Linked DNA regions of Sus scrofa: region 1 is linked to region 2. Evidence: chromatin contacts called from public promoter capture Hi-C data. All regions are on one chromosome and are shown on one strand. The core of a region is the stretch at or near the end of the contact, and the rest is flanking DNA. Distances in the headings are between cores, read along the strand shown. Region 1 holds the start of CMBL (carboxymethylenebutenolidase homolog). Region 2 holds the start of MARCH6 (membrane associated ring-CH-type finger 6).

Evidence for each region. Promoter capture Hi-C pulls out the DNA fragments that hold promoters and counts their contacts.
Region 1: a promoter capture Hi-C map of liver shows a contact between it and region 2, with 3 times the contacts expected there. The contact joins the promoter of CMBL here to the promoter of MARCH6 in region 2. A contact is called at or near these places in 2 of 5 promoter capture datasets (both in liver), 5 of 47 Hi-C or Micro-C datasets (heart right ventricle, liver and skeletal muscle) and 2 of 2 datasets of contacts at active chromatin or transcription factors (alveolar macrophages and skeletal muscle).

What each region holds. Positions count from the first base shown.
Region 1 is chr16:72,166,999-72,174,424 of Sscrofa11.1, reverse strand. It overlaps CMBL (carboxymethylenebutenolidase homolog), which reads right to left and starts at 3,595. Exons shown (of 6, transcript NM_001244350.1): 1 at 3,458-3,595.
Region 2 is chr16:72,123,454-72,129,878 of Sscrofa11.1, reverse strand. MARCH6 (membrane associated ring-CH-type finger 6) reads left to right here and starts at 2,069. Exons shown (of 27, transcript NM_001130535.1): 1 at 2,069-2,265. The coding sequence starts at 2,247.

The sequences.
Region 1 (7,426 bases), core at 2,346-4,845, 43 kb before region 2:
TCCTATGACAAGTGATAAGGTTTCCTCCTGTAAGAGGATGCGACTGCGGGTCTGACATGAAGGGTGGGGTCCTCAGAAAAGGCACCAAGAAGGGCCTTTCTATGTCATGGCAGGTGGGCTTGGCAACACTTTCCAGCCACCCTGAGGTCAGATCTGTGGTTCTCTTCCTGTCACCAGGGATGGCCAGGACATGCTCCAGCAGAGGAGACACTGATGGGCAAATCCTTTGGCAATGCCACCCCGAATGCAGCATGAAACACATGATTCCATCGTAATTTTTTCTTTTCCTTTTTTTGGTCTTTTTAGGGCTGCTCTTGTAGCATATGGAAGTTCCCAGGCTACGGGTTGAGTCAGAGCTACAGCTGCTGGCCACAGCCACGGCCACGGCAATGACAGATCTGAGCCATTTCTGTGACCTATATACGACCGCTCACAGCAACACCGGATCCTTAACCCACTGAGCAAGGTCAGGGATCGAATCTGTGTCCTCATGGGTGCTAGTCAGAGTCGTTTCTGCTGAGCCACGATGGGAACTCCCACCATAATTTTCATGCACGATCCCACATAATCATGCATGCGTGCTAGACCCATCCCCTATAGGCTAAATTTTGGGGTCCCTTGTCAGCAACTTCCTCCTTGAGGGAACTCCAGTCAGGACCCTCTGAACTCTCTTCTCAGCTGGGCCCTGACTGTTGGGCTTCATCCAGTTTTAGTCAAAATCCTGCCAAGTCGGTTTAGCACAATCCACCACCCCCATATCTGATTCAGTTCTTCATCCTCCCCCACCCCGAGTGATATCTGATCACCCTGGCTTGTCTTCTGCAACCATCTGTTAAGTCAGGTTAACTGGAATCCCTACTTCCATCCACCGACCCCTACTCTGCTCCTAGGCTAGAAATTCCCACTTTTCCTTGTTGTATTCGGAATTGAGCCCAAGGTATCTCTCCCATTACAAAATCCCACTGGAGTGGTCCCTGCACCTATCACGATATAGGTGATAACACAGGTCTTGAATAAGATCTAACTTACCATTTTTTGGTGTGGTTTTTTTCGTTTGCTTGTTTTTTCCTTTTTTATGGCCGCGTCTTCAGCATATCGAAGTGCCTCGGCTAAGAGTGGTATCAGAGTTGTAGCTGCAGGCCTCCACCACAGCCACAGCAACACTGGATCTGAGCCACATCTGTGACCTATGAAGCAGCTTGCAGCAACGATGGATCCTTAACCCACTGAGTGAGGCCAGGGATCAAGCCCACATCCTCACAGACACTCTGTTGGGTTCTTAACCCTCTGAGCCACAACGGGAACACCTGACTTACCATTTCTTAACAAGAGTCACGGATGAGTAATTTTTAATATCCTCCAGCCCTGCTTCACACAGCAAATGCCTTTACAAAATTATAACTCAAGACCCATGGGGACCAAGGATGCATGTTTGATCTGCAAATTCCAAGGGGCTGTTACGCTCTCCCTTCTCTCCTAAGATGTCCCTTCCCGTGGCAACCCTCTACCCCATACGAATTTGTGCTGCTGCTTCTTTGAACCAGTTCTAACATCTGCCTGGTTCCCTCTTTAATGAATAAAATAGTGTCTTTAACACGTGCCCATTTTTATATCTGTAGCAGTGTCATGATTTTGCCTTGCACTGATAATTATCTTTTCTTTTTTTGTCTTTTTATTTTTTTTTTTTTATTTTAGGGCCACACCTGCGGCATATGGAAGTACCCAGGCAAGGGATCTAATAGGAGCTTCTTTGACCTACACCACAGCTCATGGCAACACCAGACCCTTAATTCACTGAGCAAGGCCAGGGATCGAACCTGAGTCCTCATGGATGCTAATCAGGTTTGTTACCACTGAGCCACGGGAAAATTATCTTTTTAAGCGTGTAGTTGAACGACGCTACCCTTTTCTCACTAGAGCTCAGAAGGCAGGAAACGGGTGGTAAAGAACAGGTGAGCTAGCATGGTTTCCTACTTTCATGCCCCCAAAGATTTAATTAACTCAGAAATCACACTTCCCAACGCAATGCAGATCTCCAAGAGAAATAGTGAAAACAGAGATAGATTTTTTTTTTTTTTTTGGTCTTTTTTTTTGCCTTTTCTTGGGCCGCTCCCACGGCATATGGAGGTTCCCAGGCTAGGGGTCCAATCGGAACTGCAGCCATCAGCCTACGCCAGAGCCACAGCAACACGGGATCTGAGCCGCGTCTGCGACCTACACCACAGCTCACGGCAACGCCGGATCCTTAACCCACTGAGCAAGGGCAGGGATCGAACCCGAAACCTCATGGCTCCTAGTCGGATTCGTTAACCACTGCGCCACGACGGGAAATCCAGAGATAGAGATTTTGAGGAGCAAGAGGGATTGGCGTTGATGGGATTGCAACAAGCAAAGAAACCTAGGGCTAAAGCCTGGCAGCAATTTAGAAATGGAAACACCTGTAAGGGCATCAGAAGCAACAATGAGAGATAATACAGGACAGAAGGTGGCCACGGGAAGGCTGGGTGCTTTTCATTTCCTGGGTAAACACTGTCGTTGGCACAGCAATTGACCTTCAATCTTGCATCAGAGAAGGCAAGACCCTCCTTATCCTTAGATGGGTTTAGGAACATCAGCTCCTCAGATTATTTTTATTTTTCAGTAGTCAAGGTTGTGTTCTCCTTAGGGTACGGGGCCTTGATAGCAGTAATTAGAAAGCCAGATGGGATGAAGATAGATTGGCCCATGAACTTGCCAATCACGCGGCTGCCTTTGGCCTTTTCTCGGACTGTTGGGCTCGCTTCTGACCACCTTACTTTAAATGGGCTTTGAAAACAACAGGTGGCATTTCCATCAGCAAGTAACCCTAAATCCCAATGCCCCGTGTTAGCAAGGCCCGTGGAGGCCACAGCTTCGCCTCCTGACCCACATGGCTGAGTGGGAAACTTACAGTCTTTCCTGGCAATGAGTACGCCTCATCCAGGACACCACACCCCTAGACCCGGCACCTCTTCTCCTAATAGCCATCCTTAATACATGCTGCAAAGCGTGGAGAACTATCTGGATGCGGATATGCTCATTTCCCCCCCATACTTTTATGTTAGTAGTAAGAACTACACAACCAAAATGTTCAACTCTAAAAAAATAGTTACTCAAAAGTAGTGGCCCAGAGGAAAGGCTGGTGACATTGTGTTAGGTGTAAAAAAGGAATACAGGTTTATATACCGTATGATTTAAACGCTGTTCTTAAAATGTACTGCTCAACAGTACAGGAAACTATGCCAAAGGGGGGGTGGCAGGGGTTGCTTTTCTGCGATGACAATGTACTGTTTTGAGAAAAGCAGGTGTTGAAAATGGATTTTGGCAGGTCCATTACCTGTGCACATGGCAAAGACTTCCTTTGCCTCCTGCAACCGCCCGCGCAAGTTAAACCAGAGCGGACCTGCAGCGCGGTCCTGGGCGGGCGAATCGCACGTACCTCTTCCCGCCGCCTGAAGACCGCTGTCCACTCGCGCGGAGGAGGCCGGACCGGAGGCGACAGCGCTGCAACCCCGCGGGACCCAGGGGTGACGGTCAGGGGCGAGCCGAGGGGGAGGCGCCTCCTTCCGGGGCGGAAGTGGACGCGGTGACGGAGGGCGGCAGGATCTCGGCGGGCCAGTGGCCGTCCGGGATTCCCAGCACCGCCCCCCACCCCGGCCCCCGCCTCCAGGGGCGGGGCGGGGGGGGGCTGGAACTAGAGTGGAGGGGCGGGGAGGGGAGGCCGGGAGGGGAGGGGAAGGGAGGGGAAGGGAGGGAAAGGGAGGGGAGGGGAAGGGAGGGGAGGGGAGGGGAGGGGAGGAGAAGGGAGGGGAGTGAGCGGGAAGGAGGGGCCAGGAGGATCAAGACCGCCAGCGGGGAGATTTACGTGTCCGCCTAACTCCTGAGACCTCTGGAACTTTTTTTCTCTCTCTCTCTCTCTCTCTTTTTTTTTTTTTTTTTTTGTCTTTTTGGCTTTTCTAGGGCCGCACCCGCGGCATATGGGGGTTCCCAAGCTAGGGGTCGAATCGGAGCTGTATACCCTGGCCTATGCCAGAGCCACGGCAATGCCATATCCGAGGTGCGTCTGCGACCTACACCACAGCTCACGGCAACACCAGATCCTTAACCCACTGAGCAAGGCCAGGGATCGAACCCGCAACCTCATGATTCCTAGTGAGATTCGTTAACCACTGCGCCACTACGGGAACTCCTGGAACTTCTTTACTGTACATCAAAACCAGGCTTTTTAAAAAATAAATGATTACATATTCGTACTTGACCTCCCCCACTAACGCACACTCCATGTTTTGTCTGGTCACCTGACAAAGATTGGGATAACCGGTTCACTGGCCACCGAGGAAGGCTGAGAAAGTAAACAGGAAAAAGCGTTGATTGGAAAAATCAGTAACGGTGGGAAAACAGCCACTTCCTGATACCACAAGAATTTAATTCAAAATCTTAGGACCCAAGAGCTAGAGCCTTGTAAATTAAGATCCTTCTGATTGGAAAAGGTGTGATTTCAGATTGAGGATGACTTTTTTTTTTTTTTTTTTTTTTGTCTTTTTGCCTTTTCTTGGGCCGCTCCCACGGCATATGGAGGTTTCCAGGTTAGGGGTCGAATCGGAGCTGTAGCCACCGGCCTATGCCACAGCCACAGCAAGGAGGGATCCAAGCTGCGCCTGCAACCTACACCACAGCTCACGGCAACGCCGGATCCTTAACCCACTGAGCAAGGTCGGGGATCGAACCCACAACCTCATGGCTCCTAATCGGATTCGTTAACCACTGCACCACAACGGAACTCCGACCTTTTTCTTAAGAGGTCTTTTCTGCAGAGAGATGACAATAAGATAAAAAGACTAGGGCGGAGTTCCCATTGTGGCGCAGTGGTTAACGAACCCGTCTAGTATACATGAGGACACAGGTTTGATCCCTGGCCTCGCTCAGTGGGTCAAGGCTCTAGAGAGAGCAGTGAGCTTTGGTGTACGTCACAGATGCAGCTGGGACCCCACATTGCTGAGGCTTGTGGTGTAGGCTGGCAGCTACAGCTCCTATTCAATCCATAGCCTGGAAACCTCCACATGCCACAGGTGCGACCCTAAAAAGACAAAAAAAAAAAAAAAAAAAGGAAAAAGACTAGGCACAAAAGTAAGGTTTGTGAGACAATCTGATTTGCTACAATGTAATTTTCAGGAAAAAGGTAAAATCTTGATGCACACAGGTGTGAAAATGACACCTGTTGAAAGTTGTATAATACTCATTAATTACTGAGAAAAGCAGGCAGATGTTAAAACTAGTTCAAAAAAACATTTTAAAAAGTGTATACATGGGAGTTCCCATTGTGGCTCGCGGAAACGAATCTGACTAGTATCCGGGAGGACGCAGTTTCAATCCCTGGTCTCCCTCAGTGTGTTAAGGCGTTGCAGTGAGCTGTGGTGTAGGTCACAGAGGCGGCTAGGATCTTGTGTTCCTGTGGCATAGGCTTGCGGCTACAGCTCCAATTCGACTCCTAGCCTGAAAACCTCCATATGCTGCAGGTACAGCCCTAAAAAAAAAGACCAAAAAAAAAAGGGCACACGTGTATGGAGTAAAGGAGTGTTGAAAGGAAAATGCAGACACACAAGCTGGTTTTTTCCCCCACAGGATTGGGAAGGAGGGCAATTCAACCTCATCAGACAGGACAGAATTTTCTTGTCTATCACTTACCTCCAACTTACAGAATTGTAAAATAGTTCCCAGATATTGAAAGACAAGTATCAGATAGTCTGCAGGGTGAACCTCTAGACAAGCATAGGTTTCCATGGAAACATGAAATTGTTTCCGTGACACTGTTTTTAAGCATCTTCCAGCATCTTGGTATCACTATTTACATGGAAAGACTAGATGTGACTAAATACACATCCTTTCTCTCTATTTGCTAAATTTAGCGCTCCAAGCATCATTACTAACTCCTTTATTAACACATTAATATGAGAGATGTCATGTTTGCAGCTGTATGTCTTGCCAAAATGTGCCAGCCCAGTGTTAAGTATATGCATGCACCTAAAAGTAATTTTTTTTTTTTTTGTCTTTTTGCCATTTCTTGGGTCGCTCCTACAGCATATGGAGGTTCCCAGGCTAGGGGTCTAATTGGAGCTGTAGCCACTGGCCTACGCCAGAGCCACAGCAACATGAGATCTGAGCCACATCTGCAACCTACACCACGGCTCACGGCAATAACAGATCCTTAATCCTCTGAGCAAGGCCAGGGATCGAACCTGCAACCTCATGGTTCTTAGTCGGATTTGTTAACCACTGCGCCACGACGGGAACTCCCAAAAGTAATTTTTTTTTTTTTTTGTCTTTTTAGGGCCATACCACAGCATATGGAAGTTCCCAGACTAGGGGTCAAATCAGAGCTATAGCTGCTGGCCTGCACCAAAACCACAGCAACGTGGGATCTGAGCCTAGTCTGCACCCTGCAACACACTCACAGCATCGCTGGATCCTTAACCCACTGAGCGAGGCCAGGGATCAAACCCACATCCTCATGAATACTAGTCTGTTTCATTACTGCTGAGCCACGACGGGAACTCCAAAGGTTTTTTTTAAAGTTACCTCCAGATTAGTCTCTCTCTCTCTCTCTTTTTTTTTTTTTTGGCCGCACCTGCAGCATGCAGAAGTTCCCTGGCCAGGGTTCAAACCCATGCCACAGCAGTAATCAGAGCCACAGCAGTGACAATTCCAAATCCTTAACCCACTGAACTACCAGGGAACTCCTGGATCAGTCTCAACTGGCAAAGTTGTGCCGTTGATTCAAATTTTACAAGACAGCTCTGTATTATGAAATACACTTCTGCCACAACATTCAAAAACAAATTATGGAGTTCCCGTCGTGGCTCAGGAGTTAACGAATCCGACCAGGAACCATGAGGTTGCAGGTTTGATCCCTGGCGTCGCTCTCTGGATTAAGGATCCGGCGTTGCCATGAGCTGTGGTGTAGGTCGCAGACGAGGCTCAGATCCCAAGTTGCTGTGGCTGTGGTGTAGGCTGGCAGCTGTAGCTCTGATTAGACCTCTAGCATGGGAACCTCCATATGCCACGAGTGCAGTCCTAAAAAGACAAAAAGACAAAAAAAAAAAAAAAAAAAAGCAAAAACAAGTTATACCTACTGTTTTCTCATTTTTCTGAAACTATCTCTCAGACCCCTTCTCTGTGTCGTAACTTGCACTGTCCACTGGAGTCTGGCGAGACTCTTCCTTGTCCTGCCCCTTCCTCCCAGTGGGTTTCCCTCTTTGGGGAGAGGGCCACCTCTCCCTTTTCATTTATGCAAATCCTTTGCTGCTTTTAGATTTTTTCTCCCTGAAGCTGGCTTAAGTGCTGCAACTCTTTTGATTGTCCCTAATCTGCACTCCTAAAAACAATTCCTTTGGCATTTGGTACTGTGAAC
Region 2 (6,425 bases), core at 820-3,319:
CTCAAAGGGCTTGTTGTGAGGACCAATGCCTGGCACACTCTGTAGGGCACTCAGCAAATATTGGTTGATGGCTCTTACATTTAAACTCCAAAGGCTGAATGAGTAGAGGTTGGGGCAATTCTCAATTCTAGTAAGTAACTTTCCTTTGAGCATCATAAAGGAAAACACATGAAGACAAAAGGAGGGATTCCTCCAGCCCCATCACAAACACTCACATCCCTCCAATCCTAACCCAGTTCTACTGCCTAGAGGTTCCTATAGCTGTCCTAAAAGACTACTAGTGTCTCTTTCAAGAAGTCTCACTCCTTCAGAATCCTTCCCCCTTCTGCTCTACAACACCTGAGACTGGGTCTGGTGGTCCTGAATTGTGCCCCTGGTCTAAGCTGAGTGAGAAGTGCTCTGCCACAGGCCCTATAGAGGGCACGAGTGCTTGTCCTGTTGGGTGGGAGGGATGGAGACTGGGGAATGAGCCTCCTTCAGACTCAATTTCTTGGGAGATAATAATAGTCTAAACATATTTAAGGATAAGCTTAAATGTGTTCAGTTCTCAAGGTCAACCCTTGAAATCAGTGGTTCTCCATTATTGTGTCAAGAACTTGAATTCCTTCCTGTCTTGGGTACCATGAGTGACATTGGTCAAATCAGTGACATTAGTCTTCAAGGGCTGCTCTCTTTCTGAAGGATTCTACTTCATTATTTTCATTCTCAGTTTCATTCTGATTGAGGAAGTTCAGAGGTGGGAGATTTTCCCAATTCCTTTCCTCACACGGATAGAAAAGAGATGGCTAGCATTCTTGCATCTATTTCTGCAATTTATCTGCATATTGTTTAAAATATATTTTCTTGGGATTAGAGACATCTTTAGTTCTACTTAGGTAATTCTAAGGTGGTGGCCTTTCTCATCAGTAATTTCTAAATAGTTCTAAATAATTTCTAAATAATTCTAAATAATTCTAAATAATTTCTAAATAATTCTTTGGTGAGGAAAAGTGGTGTACTGAAAGAACGTGCTCAGTCTTTCATAAGGCTGAAGCAATTTAGCCCTGGCCAGGTTAAGTGTCCATAACCCAGTATACCAAGTTCTGTCCCTATCTGAACAGATTTCCCCTAGAGAAGGGTGTTTGTTTCAACCTCCAACCTAAGCAGTTTATTGTAGTTCTTCCAGTCAAATGCAGAACTATGGTAATGATAGGGCCTGACTTTTTCATTTTACTTCCTTTTTGTCTTTTGTCTTTTTAGGGCTGCAGCCGTGGCATACGGAGATTCCCAGACTAGGGGTCCAATGGAAACTCTAGCTGCCGGCCTACGCCACAGCCAAAGGAAATCAGAGCCTCGACTGCAACCTACACCACAGCTCAAGGCAAAGCCAGATCTTAACCCACTCAGCCAGGCCAGGGATCGAATCCCCAACGTCATGGTTACTAGTTGGGTTCATTAACCACTGAGTGACGTCGGGAACTCTGACTTTTTAATTTTATTGGCATTCTAGTACTTCCTCAAAACATGCATCAGAACTGCCCGCGTGCAGAACAAAAATGCATATTCCTGGGCCAGCTCCAGACACGCGGCACCGGAATCTCCGGGCGCGATAGCGCAGAACTCGTATTTCACAAGTCCCAGGTAACAGTTCTTCAGCCCTGGGACCCGTCTTTGTCCTGCACCGCCGCCCGGCCTGCGCTGGGCTAGCCGCCTCGCTGTCAGGCGCTGGCTCACGCTGCTCACTTCCATCGTGTTGTGTCTTCTTTGTTGCTTCCCTCAGTGTTATTAGAGTTCAACTCCTACTAAGGTTTCAGCCTCGCTGCCCCGCGCAACCCTCAGGACAAGGTCCAGGAGGCCCAATGCCCACGACGGCGGCCACCAGCTGCTCGGGCCGGGCCGGGATGGCCCCCCACGGGTACCGCGCACTGAGCGTGCGCGCCTCCGCCGCGGCCGGAAATGACGGCACCTGTCGTTGGGGGCGCTCCGCCCCTTCCGCCTCCATGCCCCGCCCAGGCCTCGCCCCTCTGCTCTCCCCGACCCTCCCCCTCCCCTCTGTCGCCCGCTTTCTGTCAGCCTCTCTCCCTCTCCCTCTTCCCCTCTCTCCTTCCTCTAGCTTCCTCTCTCGCACCTGAGCACAAACACCTGCCCGGGCCCGGCTCCGCTCCCTCCTCCCTCCTCCCCCTCCCTTTTTCCCCGCCCCGGCCGGAAGGCTCCGGCCTCGGCCACAGGAGCTTCGCGGCTGCGTCACCGCCGCCCCCTCAGACAAGATGGACACCGCCGAGGAAGGTAAGTCGGCGGCGCCCGCGCCCTTTCTCCCGCGCCCGGGTTCGGGCTGGGCCCGCGCCCAGTCTGCGGCGCTCCAGGCGGGCCGCGGGGCCCGGGCGGCGCTGGGGGCACCTCGGCTCGGGGCGGAGGCGCGCGGTGACAGCGGGGGACCGGCGCCCGGGCCGTTTGCCCGCCGAGCAGCCCGGCGCGAGGGGCGGCGGGGACAGAAGGTGACCCCTCGGCGCCCCCCGCCGTTTCCCGCCCGCGCGCGTGGAGGGCAGGGCCCCTGCCCGGGCCGGGGGGCGTCGGGGCTGCGGTGGCCGCGGCCGGTGAGACTCCCCACCCCTCCGTCCCGCCAGCCCCGGGGGACGACGCTGTCGTCGCCGCTCAGAGTCTGGGGGCGTTTTCCACACCCTTCCCCCACTCGGTTTTGTCTTTCTTTATATCGTTTTGCCCGTAGCTCTGCGGGCCCGACCCTTTCACGGCAGAACTTCTTTGTTGACTCAAACTTAGCGAAAAATACCCCGCCAGGTGACGGCTGAGTGGAATCAACTGACCCCTATTTAAAAACCTTATCCTCTGCTTGCGAGTCCCGAATTATTTGTTTACTAAACGGGGACGAGGCAGGCCCAACGGGGTTATTCGCAGAAGGGGTGCTCTGTAGAATTCCTTTGTTTCAGTGTGATTTATTTTGTGCTTAATCCCTGACACCAATAAGCCGAGTTTTGTGCGTGTGTTGCTTGGTTGAGTGTGTGTGTGTTTTGGATGTGGCTGTTTTGGATCAAGCTGACTCTTGTAAACTGAATACATACGTGGATACATAACTGAACAGTTGTGACTATTGAAATGCATTTGCTTATCCGCTGACGGTAATTAGGTTGTTTTTTAAGCAGTTTTATCTTTTTAGAGTCTATCGAATAATTTTACTGAGTCCATAGAGGAAATTACTCTCCTGATGCTTGATGTGTAGGATGTCAGTGAAGATAAGATACCTTTCTGCTTCGGGTATATTATGTAGCTGTCTGATAAGCACCTTTCAACCGTATGGATTTTGGTGATTTTAAATGAGGATCTTTGAGGACTGTTGTGGCGTGCAATAATGAGTGACAGGAAGTTTGATACTGTATGTGTAATGAGTGGAGACAATTTATTATTTTTTAAAGAAGTCTTAGTAAGAACTTCAAACTGTAGCCGCATGTTATACTTGAGTTTACAAAGCATATTTACATGCCTTCACATTTGATCTTAGTAAGAGCCCCGTGGAGTAGCGCGGGGGGTATTATAGATGCGGAAGTTCAGGCTGGCTGGCTTCTTTCTTTCTTCAACAGTGACAAGCCAGATCCTTAACCGCTGAGCTTCCTGGGAACTCCCAAGCTTAGTTATTTAAATAACTTGTCTAAGCTTCACATGCTAGTTAAGAGACAGATATGAACCTAGGCCTTCTCATTACAAATAGTTTTCATTATGTCTTAGTTTTTTTATTATATACAGTGAGTGAAGTAATAACCACCGGCGACTCCTTTGGAAAAAAACAGTCAAGTGACACTGCTGAGGAGGTTATTAGGAATTATCTTCTTTTGATAGATGATTCTTGTGTGTAAATTTCCGTCTCCATAGATTTCACATACTTCTGGATTCAGATTTTAATGACTCAATTTAGTAAGGCTTGTGTTTATTTACCACTTGATAATGTACTGGCATGTTTTCCTCCCATTCTTTAAGCCTGTGCACTTAGTGTTTGCATACTAAATGTGTGGTGTGATAGTGGTAATTCAGGAATTGTAGAATCTGAAAGTTTATGTGGAATCATGATGAAAGAAATATATTTTTTTTGTCTTTGACCACAGCATATGGAAGTTCACAGGCCAGGGGTCAAAGTGGTGCAACAGTAGCAACCTAAGCTGCTGCAGTGACAACACAGGGTCCTTAACCCGCTGAGCCACAGGGAACTCCTGAAAGAAATATTTTCTATGTGCTTCTAGTGCACTGTTTTTTTCCTTGTAAAGTTATAATAAGGGTGAGGTATAAATGATATTTACTGTCTTGAATGCTGTTCTTGAAATAACTAAAATTTACTGAGGACTTAATATAGGGCATGTACTTCACTAAATACTTCATAGACATCTCATTTAATTCTCGTAACACTTTTAGGTACACAGCATTCCCTTTTTTACAGATGGAAGAAAGTAAGGGTTAGTATGATTAAGTAACTTGCCCAAAGTCATGCAGGTAACATGTCAAAGGTGAGATTCAGACTCAGTTCTGTCAGACTCCGTGGTTAAATTAGATATTTGTAAGTGGATACCCAGTATCCGATGTTGAGATAATTATGTTTTTGTTGCTTCCTTTGTAAGAAGAATCATATATGTAATTTTTTTGTTTTGTTTTGTCTTTTTAGGGCCGCATCCACAGCATGTGGAGGTTCCCAGGCTAAGGGTCAAATCAGAGTTGTAGCTGCCGGCCTACACCACAGCCGCAACAATGCAGGATGCGACCTACACCACAGCCCATGGCAACACCGGATCCTTAACCCACATAGGGAGGCCAGGGATCAAACCTGTGTCCTCATGGATACTAGTCAGATTTGTTTCCACTGAGTCACCATGGGAACTCCCTCATATATATAATTCGACAAAGCTTTTTTTTGTGTGTTTTATGACACTTTTAGTCATAAAATGAATACGAGTTTTAATACTTCTCATGCCTAATTTTGCAAAGTTCCAAATTGGAAGTCTTGGAAGTTTTCAAAATTAATGTAAATTTAACTTGAAAAAACGCTGGAAGGAAAAGGAGGATTATAGAAGATTTCATGATTAAAAATGGGAAAAAGACACCAAAAAGCTTGGAAACGACTTCTGTTTGCTAAACGAGTTATTACAGTTTAACAAAGTAAAAAAATTTGCAGTTTTTTTATTTGATTGTAAATGAACCCCCCCCCCTTTTGGTAGGAGACTTGGAAAATATGGCTAAACATATATATAGAAAATAAAATTTTAAAAAGTTTCTTTAGGTGTTCCGTGGTGGCTCAGTGGGTTAAGAATCCAGTGTCATCACTGCTGTGGCTTGGTTTGATCCCTGGCTGGGGAATTTATGCATGCCTTGAATGCAACCACACAACACGCACACATCTTTAAATTCTATCACCCATTATTAAAAACACTGATGATGTTTTTACTTATCTATTTTTTAAATATATTAATCTAAGCAAGCAGATTAAAAGTGTTACCAAAATATCAACCTGCAGTTAGAGTGTTAACTCTTCCATCTCTTTTAAAAATAGAGTTTTGCATTCCTCGGGTGGTGCCATATATGATGTTATAACGCTCACAATGTTTCATATTTGTAGTAAACCATATTGAATTCTATTAGTTATTTGCCAGATGGATTTTTACCCTTCATATTAGGTGTTCCCTAGATACTAAAGATCTCTACAGTATTCTGTATATTAAATTTTATTTTTGTAAAACCAACAGGTTTATAATCCATTCTCACAGTACAGGCATACCTTGTTGTATTGAGCTTTGCAGATACTGATTTTTTTCTTTTTTCTTTTTTTACAAATTGGGAGTTTGTAGCAACCCTGCATGGAGCAAGTCTATAGGCATCATTTTTCCAAAAGTTTTTGCTCATTTCATGTCTCTGTGTCACATTTTGGGAATTCTCTCAATATTTCAAACTTTTTCATTATTATTTGTTATGGTGGTCTGTGATGTTGCTATTGTACTTGTTTTGGAGCACCATGAACTTCGCCCACAGACAGCAAACTTAATTGATCAGTGTGTATTCTTATTGCTCCACTAACCACTGTTTGTGTCTCCTCAGGGCCTTCCTGTTCCCTGAGACACAACAATATAAAAACTAGGCCATTTACTAACCCTATGATGGTCTCTAAGTGTTCAAGTGAAAGGAAGAGTCAGATGTCTCTCATTTTAAATCAGAAGCTAGAATTGATTGAGCTTAGTCAGGAGGGTTTGTTGAAATCTGAGATAGGCTGAAAGCTAGGCCTTTTGCGCCAATTAGCCAAGTTGTGAATGCAAAGGGAAAGTTTTGAAGAAAATTAAAAGTGGTACTCCATTGAACACACAGATGATAAAACGAGAAGTAGCCTTGTTGCTGATATGGAGAAAGTTTTAATGGTCTAGAGAGATCAGACTAACCACAATGTACCCTAAAGCCAGAAC